2 separate regions of the Pan troglodytes genome follow, and region 2 is linked to region 1. The links are chromatin contacts, called in public capture Hi-C maps. All regions are on one chromosome and are shown on one strand. The core of a region is the stretch at or near the end of the contact, and the rest is flanking DNA. Distances in the headings are between cores, read along the strand shown.

The links. Capture Hi-C pulls out chosen DNA fragments and counts their contacts.
Region 2: a contact with region 1 is called in a capture Hi-C map of stem cell-derived neural stem cells, with 7 times the contacts expected there. The contact joins two enhancer-like sites. A contact is called at or near these places in 2 of 7 Hi-C or Micro-C datasets (induced pluripotent stem cells and stem cell-derived neural progenitor cells) and 1 of 1 other capture datasets (stem cell-derived neural stem cells).

What each region holds. Positions count from the first base shown.
Region 1 is chr19:10,644,908-10,649,055 of NHGRI_mPanTro3-v2.0_pri, reverse strand. DOC2B (double C2 domain beta) reads left to right here. Exons shown (of 9, transcript XM_016931100.4): 2 at 2,771-2,850. Among named protein-coding and RNA genes, the nearest start is that of DOC2B, 8.4 kb to the left of the region's middle. Within about 2 kb of position 2,480, at least 3 of the 24 cell types and tissues checked have an H3K27ac peak or open chromatin away from gene starts, as enhancers often do. A contact at or near this core is called in stem cell-derived neural stem cells, where this site is marked.
Region 2 is chr19:11,166,946-11,171,093 of NHGRI_mPanTro3-v2.0_pri, reverse strand. It overlaps VPS53 (VPS53 subunit of GARP complex), which reads left to right. Exons shown (of 26, transcript XR_010152741.1): 5 at 564-630. Among named protein-coding and RNA genes, the nearest start is that of VPS53, 37 kb to the left of the region's middle. Within about 2 kb of position 2,328, at least 3 of the 24 cell types and tissues checked have an H3K27ac peak or open chromatin away from gene starts, as enhancers often do. A contact at or near this core is called in stem cell-derived neural stem cells, where this site is marked.

The sequences.
Region 1 (4,148 bases), core at 1,231-3,730:
TTCCAGCAGCCTCACCTGCCTGGTGTGGAGATGGCAGCTAGCATGCAGGCAGCTGAAGGCCAGCTACAGCTATTGCTGCTGCACACATACCCTGCTCAGGAGAACGTGCCTCAGGCTTCACTCAAGACCTAGTATTTATTTATTTTTTTGAGACAGGATCTCGCTCTGTCGCCCAGGTTGGATGCAGTGGCACAATCACACTCACTGTAGCCTCAACTTCCTGGGCTCAAGTGGTCCTCCCACCTCAGCCTCCCGAGTAGCTGGGACCACAGGCATGTGCCACCATGCCCGGCTATTTTTGAATTTTTTGTAGAAATGGGTGTTTCCATGTTGGCCAGGCCGGTCTTGAAATCCTGGGCTCAAGTGATCCACCCGCCTCAGCCTCCCAAAGTGCTGGGATTATAGGCGTGAGCCACCACACCCGGCCATTTTTGTAGTTTTTGTTGCCATGTTGGCCAGGCTGGTCTCGAACTCCTGAGCTCAAGTGATCCATCTGCTTCGGCCTCCCAAACTGCTGGGATGACAGGCATGAGCACCACACCAGCCACTCAAGGCCTGTTGGCTCTTAGTTTGCACACACTTCCAACAAGTATCATCACCTGGTCTCATGGGAGAAACAATTATTGAATAGGTGAGAGCTGTCTGCGCCAACACAGACAAGTAATCTAATAGGAGTTTCAGGCTGATGTCAAAGGAAGAGGCAGAAAAATGAAGAAAACCGAAAAGAGGGCCACCCGGGACCCTCTGGTGCAGGGGTTGCTTCGTGTCCCCTTTTGCCTCTGGACCATGACCGTGACATACGGAAGAGTCATCGTGGCCATAGCAATGACTCAGGTTATTCAGAAAAGTTTAAGTGACTATTTGTATGTTCTGTTCCCAAAGGCAGGGAGGGAAATGAGCCAAATGAGGACAGTTTCATTCCAGAATGGGTCTTAGAGAAGCCAGTACTGTTAGCTGGAAAACTCACCATAGGGATCTGCTCCTTCTGTAATGATCTACTGAGCACCTCCTACACCGCAGGCACACTGTGCGGTGAGGTGGATACTATCGTTGTCTCCATTTCACAGATGAGTAAACTGAGGCATAAAGACGTTAGATAAGCTGGCCACACAGCAGGGAAGTGCACGCTGGGATTTGAACCGAGGAGACTGATGTCAGAGGGCAGGTCTTGCACCCCACACTGCTGCGAAGACAGAGACATGTGCCTGACCCGTGTTAGAAGGGGATAATCTAGACAAATGCCACTCCCATCACCAGCTCAGAATAAAGGACACTCCACACTCGTGGGCTTTCATTAGCCAATTTCCCTGCAGACCCAAGAAACTTTGTTATGCCTGGGCCCAGCACTCGCCCAGAGATCTGCAAACTTGTTCTATAAAGAAGGGCTGGATAGTAAATATTTTCAGCTGTGCAGGCCGTAGGGTCTGCTTCTGAAGTAGGAAAGCAGCCGCAGACGAGATGTTAATGATGGGCCTGGTCAGGTGTGGCCGTAATTGGATCTAGATCCATGTTGGGAGCCTAGCTCAGAGCCTGAAGAACACAGTCTTTCAAGTTTGGCCTTCCCTTATCCCCAGATCACACCAGCCACTAAGCCCGCACCTGCTGGTTGGCCTGTGGTTGGAATCGTCACCTCCCCCAGCCCCTCTTTGCCATTGGCCAACTCCTACTCATCCCTCATGGCTCAGGTGAAGCATCACCTCCTCCAGGAAGCCTTCCCTGGTGGTCCCAATTCACATGGGCTCCCCATGGCTCCCGGCTCACCAGACTCTACTGCGGCAAATTATTTCCATTTGTTCCTCCCCTTAGGCTGTGCTTTCCTTCGGGTAGGGACTCTGCCTCACAGATGTCCATCCCCTAGAGTCTGGCATGTTGTAAACACATGGTAAATAATGAAGGAATGTGACACCATTTGACCAGCCCTGCAGCCTGGGAGCAGGCTCTGGGCTTCTGAAGCCATCTGTGAATGTGCATCTTGCTGTCTGCGGACTGCCCCCAAGCTCTGCCCCCCACCATCATCTCCAAGCTCTGCCCCCACCATCACCTCGGCCTTCATGCTGGGAGCCGCTTCTGCATGGAAAGCCACAGCTGCTATGAGTGATTGCCCCCGGGGAGGGAGGCAGCTGCACCCAATTATGGCTGCAACCTCCCCCAATTATGGCTGCACCCTCCCCCCCGGCTTTTGGGAGTTACCACTGCCATTGAGAGACTTGGGGGCAGCAGTATGAGGACCCAGCTGGCTCCTCACGGCCTGCTCGGGGTTCCCAATGGGCCAGAGAGACAGAGGAGCTGCAGTCCTGTGTGTTGGCTGGGGGACTGTTGAGCAAATCAGCTGATCTTCCTGGCCAGGGCCTGTCCCTCTCAAAGCCTGGTCTCCTCCGCCTTGTGTGATCCTTGTGACATTTCATAGGTGAGGGAAACTGAGGCACGGGGCCCAGACTGGCAGTTGCACCAGGAGGGCAGGAACTGCTTTGGCTGGGTGCCCAGCTCAGGTGGGCCACACACTGGGCCAGACAGGGAACTGGAGTGACCCACCTGACCTCTCTGGGTCCCAGCTCCTCCTCTGGAAAGTGGGGAGATTATTGTGACTTCCCAGGGTTGGGTGGGACTGGGAGGATGGGTGAGGGGCTGGCATAGAGCAGGTGCTTGGTTGGTGGCAGCCGCCATGGAACGGTGGCACCTGCCCAGGCCAGGCTAATCTGGTCTCACAGGGGCAGGCGAAGCCTCTCCAAGATGCGGCCAGGGTGGGACCTGTGCCCTCCTCTGTCCGCAGCCGCCCTGGGCACGCTGGACTTCAGCCTGCTGTATGACCAGGAGAACAACGCCCTCCACTGCACCATCACCAAGGCCAAGGTAGGCCCCGCCAGCCTGCCCCCAAATTCCCTGCCCCGGAGTCCTTGAGAGGGCCTAGGTCAGGGAGGCCAGACCACACCACTCGCCAGGTTCCTGTCCAGGCTTTTGGATGTCTGTGCTGTGTGGGGTGCGGGGCCAGGAAGGAATTCTTTAAACCTTCTTGAATACCCAACCCCAAGAAATGCCTTGGACAGTCAGGCATTGCGGGGAGCAAAGAAACAGATGAGAATGGGAAGATGAAGGCCTGGACGGAGGACCCCCTCGAGCCTGGGGAGGGGCTGCTGAGAGGGAAAGAGAGGGGCAGGGTGATGTCTGTCCTGCAGGCCAAGGGAGGGCGGGTTGGGTGCTGGTGCCTCCAGGCCTCCCAGACGCCCTGAGGAGTGGGGACGCCACTTTGCACCCTGGAAGCCGAGCCACTGTAGGAGGCCGATGCCACTCCAGGCAGGGTGTCCGGGGCCTGAGCCCAGAGGCCCTCTGAGCCTCACTACGTGGGCTGGGGTTGTGGGTGCCTGTGGACCCCTCTGCAGCCTGGCCCGGCCCCTGGTGCTGCCCTCTGCAGCCTGGCCCGGCCCCTGGTGCTGCCCTCTGCAGCCTGGCCCGGCCCCTGGTGCTGCCCTCTGCAGCCTGGCCCGGCCCCTGGTGCTGCCCTCTGCAGCCTGGCCCGGCCTCTGGTGCTGCCCTCTGCAGCCTGGCCCGGCCCCTGGTGCTGCCCTCTGCAGCCTGGCCCGGCCCCTGGTGCTCCCCTCGGCAGCCTGGCCCGGCCTCTGGTGCTGCCCTCTGCAGCCTGGCCCGGCCCCTGGTGCTGCCCTCTGCAGCCTGGCCCGGCCCCTGGTGCTGCCCTCTGCAGCCTGGCCTGGTCCCTGGTGCTCCCCTCTGCAGCCTGGCCCGGCCGCTGGTGCTGCCCTCTGCAACCTGGCCCGGCCCCTGGTGCTCCCCTCTGCAGCCTGGCCCGATCCCTGGTGCTGCCCTCTGCAGCCTGGCCCGGCCCCTGGTGCTGCCCTCTGCAGCCTGGCCCGGCCCCTGGTGCTGCCCTCTGCAGCCTGGCTTGGCCCCTGGTGCTCCCCTCTGCAGCCTGGCCCGGTCCCTGGTGCTCCCCTCTGCAGCCTGGCCCGGTCCCTGGTGCTCCCCTCTGCAGCCTGGTCCGGCCCCTGGTGCTGCCCTCTGGCTCTGCCGCTCAAGCATGTGTCAGCTCCATGTTCTCAACTGTCCTGTTCCCTTCCCCTCACCCCATTGCTCCCTGTGGGAGGAAGGTGCCAAAATTGATGTTCTCTCGCAAGGTAAGGGCCTGCATGGCCAGT
Region 2 (4,148 bases), core at 1,079-3,578, 520 kb before region 1:
TGGTGACATAACAGCTAACCATGTCAGATCTGCTGGTGGGTTGGGTGGTGGCCCATGATTAAACATTGTGAACCGTGGGGGCAGAGGAGCTGGAAGCCGTAGATCTGCCTCAGGCATGGATTGCATGATCAGGGCCCGGAAGCACTGATTCCATCTATCACTCTGGCTCTTTCCGCCTCATAAGGGGACTGAGAAAGGGATTGTGTGTGAGGTAATTTGAGTTATCTGGCATGTTCACGTAAAGGCTCCGTAACTTTGTCATTCCTGATATACTCCATGAAAAATCCTGCAGATTTTATTAGTCCTTTCAGATAGCTCAGACTATTAAGTGAAAATAGGCATTTTTAACAACAAGGCGATGCATCAGCCTGCACTGGGCTTGACTTCCCACACGGCTGTCGCTGCCCTCCTCCTGCCTGATGCCACTCACACGTGTTTGGTTTTCTGGACAATTAGGTGCAGTCTGCAGAAGTTGATGGATAAATTACTTTTTTATTTTTTTCTTTTGGTCAACCTAGAATAAAGATTATTTGAATGACTGTATCCTTGAACTGTTTTGCTAGGAGACTGGATGACAATATTCGAACTGTTGTAAGAGGTCAGACGAACGTGGGGCAGGATGGACGGCAAGTAAGTAACTCATTCCTCCATATTACCTATGCTCCCCTGGTTTCTCCTGGCAACCAGATGACCAAAACGTCGATGTGCCCTCTTGCAGAGCACTTTCCAATTGATCCGTTTCATACATGGCAGGACAGGACAGGGCAGGCACCCGCAGCAGCCACGTGCTGTCCCTCAGTGTCCCTTGGACCAGGACCGTGTACTGTGGCACCGCTCACCCGAGGCCAGATGAGAACACTGGGGCTTCCTTGTCTTTCTCCTTCGTGTCGGGCATCTCCTGTGCCCTCTTTTATTTTGTGGGCTGTGGCTAAATGAGGTTGCTGCATTTGTCAGCTGAGTTGTTGGGGTTTTGATATTTTGTGGCTGTAAAAGATAGTAACCTGACATAGTTACCATTTCCTCGTACCTCACTTTGCCAGCAGGCAGGTGACTCAAGATTCATTAAAAAATTTTACAAGTTGGCCGGGCACAGCGGGCACAGCGGCTCACGCCTGTAATCCCAGCTACTCAGGAGGCTGAGGCATGAGAGTCACTTGAACCCAGGAGCCAGAGGTTGCAGTGAGGCGAGATCGCACCACTGCACTCCAGCATGGACGACAGGGGTGAGACTGTCTCAAAAAAAAAAAAAGTTTTATAAGTCTTATTGGATCTAGTTAAGGAGGCCATTGGAGGGAATGAAGTAAGTCTTATTGGATCTAGTTAAGGAGGCTGTTGGAGGCAATGAAGGGAAAAGTGTGTAGGGAGGAGATACTCTTTAATAATTGAGGGGCCAGATGTTATCTGTGAACCATTTCCCTTTTTATTTGATTCTGTTCTTCTGTTGAGGCATCGTATTTCAGAATGCCTGTCGTAATAGAAATGCTGAGCTTGCCTTTCTAGCCGTCCTCTCTTGCCATGTCCTGTCCTCCCTTATCAGCACTAACTCAGGTCAGGACTGCTTCTTTGCAAGTGCTTCAATGCTGTGATTTCTCCTCTTTGACATTTTTTAGGACAGCTAATTTCTAAAAATGTTCATCCTGCTGCCCAGATTTGGAGTGGGAGGAGCGTATAATCCTACGTTGAAATTTCCAGATCTCTGATATTTCTGTTTCCTTCTGCCAGTTGCTTACAGATATTAGGAGTCTCTTTCTTTTACATCTGTAGTTTTCCCATCTGTCTATTTTTACTACTTTATATCACTTTCTTTTTCCATTTTTCCACTTTATAGTCACTTTCCATTTGATAGCCCGTTTCCTTTGGCCTGTTTGTGAGTAGTTGGCCTTCTTGTCATCATCAGAATTTGTGTGTAGACACGTTAGGTTCCTAAAACTGTTGCTGTTTTCTGGACTCCTGTATGGTTTTTAGCCCTCGTTACCTCGTTTTGTCTGTTGGGGTATATTTCATGAAGCATGGCTTCTTTGGCAGATGAGGCCCATGTAAATGGGAACTTCAGAGGGGTCCTACAGAGGGACAGGGCAGCCTCAAGCACTCCAGCTGCATTCTGCTGCTTAGCTGTCCTAATCTGTGTTTGATCGTATTGTCTGCTTCTTCAGACACCGTATCAGCTCTGGCCACTAAATGAAATCCAAGGCCAGGCATGGTGGCCCACACCTGCAATCCCAACACTTTGGGAGGCTGAGGCGGGGAGATCACTTGAGCCTAGGAGTTCCAGGCCAGCCTGGGCAACATGACAAAATCCTGCATCTTCAAAAAGTACAAAATTAGCTGGGCATGGTGGTGGCCTGTGCCTGTAGTCCCAGCTACTGAGGAGGCCGAGACAGGAAGATCAGCTGAGCCAGGAAGTTCGAGGCTGCAGTAAGCCATCATCGTGCCACTGCACTCCAGCCTGGGAAACAGAGTGAGACCCTGTTTCAAAAAAAAAAAGAAATCCAAATTCCTTTGCTTGGCATTCAAAATTCTGGTCTCCAATTCCAGTTTTGCCTCCTCTTGTGTTCTGTCTACACTGAAGACTTTGTGCTCTACGAGCATGCGTGTGCTTTCTGGACCTGTGCTTACAGACTCTTTTGTGCTTGAAATGCTTTTCCTCCTATTTCTTTAAGCCGCCGCATTTCCCAATCTTACCCATCCAAGGACCAGCTCAGATACTAGTTTCTTGACGATGTTTTCCATTGACCTTATCTGAATACACCAAGGAATCAGAATTTTGAACTGGAAAGGATTTGAAACTCATCTGGGCCCCTCCCCTCATTTTACAGAGGAGAAAATGGATTCCAGTGTCCCTCGATGTCCTTTCTCCATAAATCCCACAGCCCCATTCTTGTACTTTTCATTTGGCTTTTGGGGTCTCCCTTGACTTACCAGAGAACAAGTCTCATCCCTTTGATGTTTGTAAGCTCCTGGAAGGTAAGAACTGTATCTTTGTCATCTTTCTATTTCACTACACACAGGCCACATGCAATAACATTTTATTCAACTGAGCCGGGCACAATGGCTCATGCCTGTAATCTCAACACTTTGGGATGCCTAGGTGGGAGGATGACTTGAGGCCAGGAGTTTGAGACCAGCCTCGGCAACATAGCAATACACGTCTCTACGAAAAGGTAAAATAATTAGCTGGGTGTGGTGGTACAAGCTTCAGTGAGCTGTAATGGTGCCGCTGCGCTCCAGCCCGGATGACAGAGCGAGACCCCGTCCCCAAAAGCAACAGCAAAACCCCCACAACATTTTATGCAACTGTATTGAATATTTTGTCTGTCTAAGATTGTTTATTAATTATAAATAAACAAAAACATTTTATCATAAAAACATCATTTTGATCGGCAAGTGGGTGTTCCTTAAAAGTGATTTAAAACTTGCTTTGTGCATTAAGAGTCCCAACTTGCTGCTACTGGGAATAGTAACACTGCTTGTTCAGAGTGATTCAGTCTACATTTGGAATAGCTCACTAGAAGTCTTACAGTGCAGGAGTCATAGATGTTTAAAATTTCAAGAATGTGAAAATAGTGAGTGATTCATCAGCATTTTTTGTTGGGTCGTGCTGTGTATAATAGATGTATATCTTTCAGTTATTTACGTTTCAGCCTGTGGTTCTGGACTCTTGCAAACTAGCGGTATTGCAGAGTCAGACCCAGAATTAGACAGTCTGCAGGAATGTCGGCGTTCTCCCCCATCCCGTATTAATAGGTTACAGGTTGCCGCGGCAGAGCAGGTCGTATTTCAGAGAGCAAGACCACATTTCCAAGAATGTTTAGATAGCATTTCAATCTGTGATGGAATTTTGTATTCGTCTCCTTAGAATCCAGACAGAAAGGAAGCCCAGAAGAAATAATTGCTTTTCCTGTCATGTCCCCATCTGTCTTTTCCAGCACTTTGTAATGCAAACTGAAGTAGAAGCTTTTTTTTTTCCAAGGAGCTCTTGGGTCCTGTCCTTGTCAACTCCTAGGGGTGAAAGCCTTGCTCTCCAGCCCTGGCTGGCTGGTTTGCTAAAAGGAGTCTATTTGACTGGCACAGACTTGGTGGAATTACGGATGTTCCAAAATACTGAGTTTTGTAGGTCAAGAGGCCCCACGTTCCCCTCTTCCCTGGAA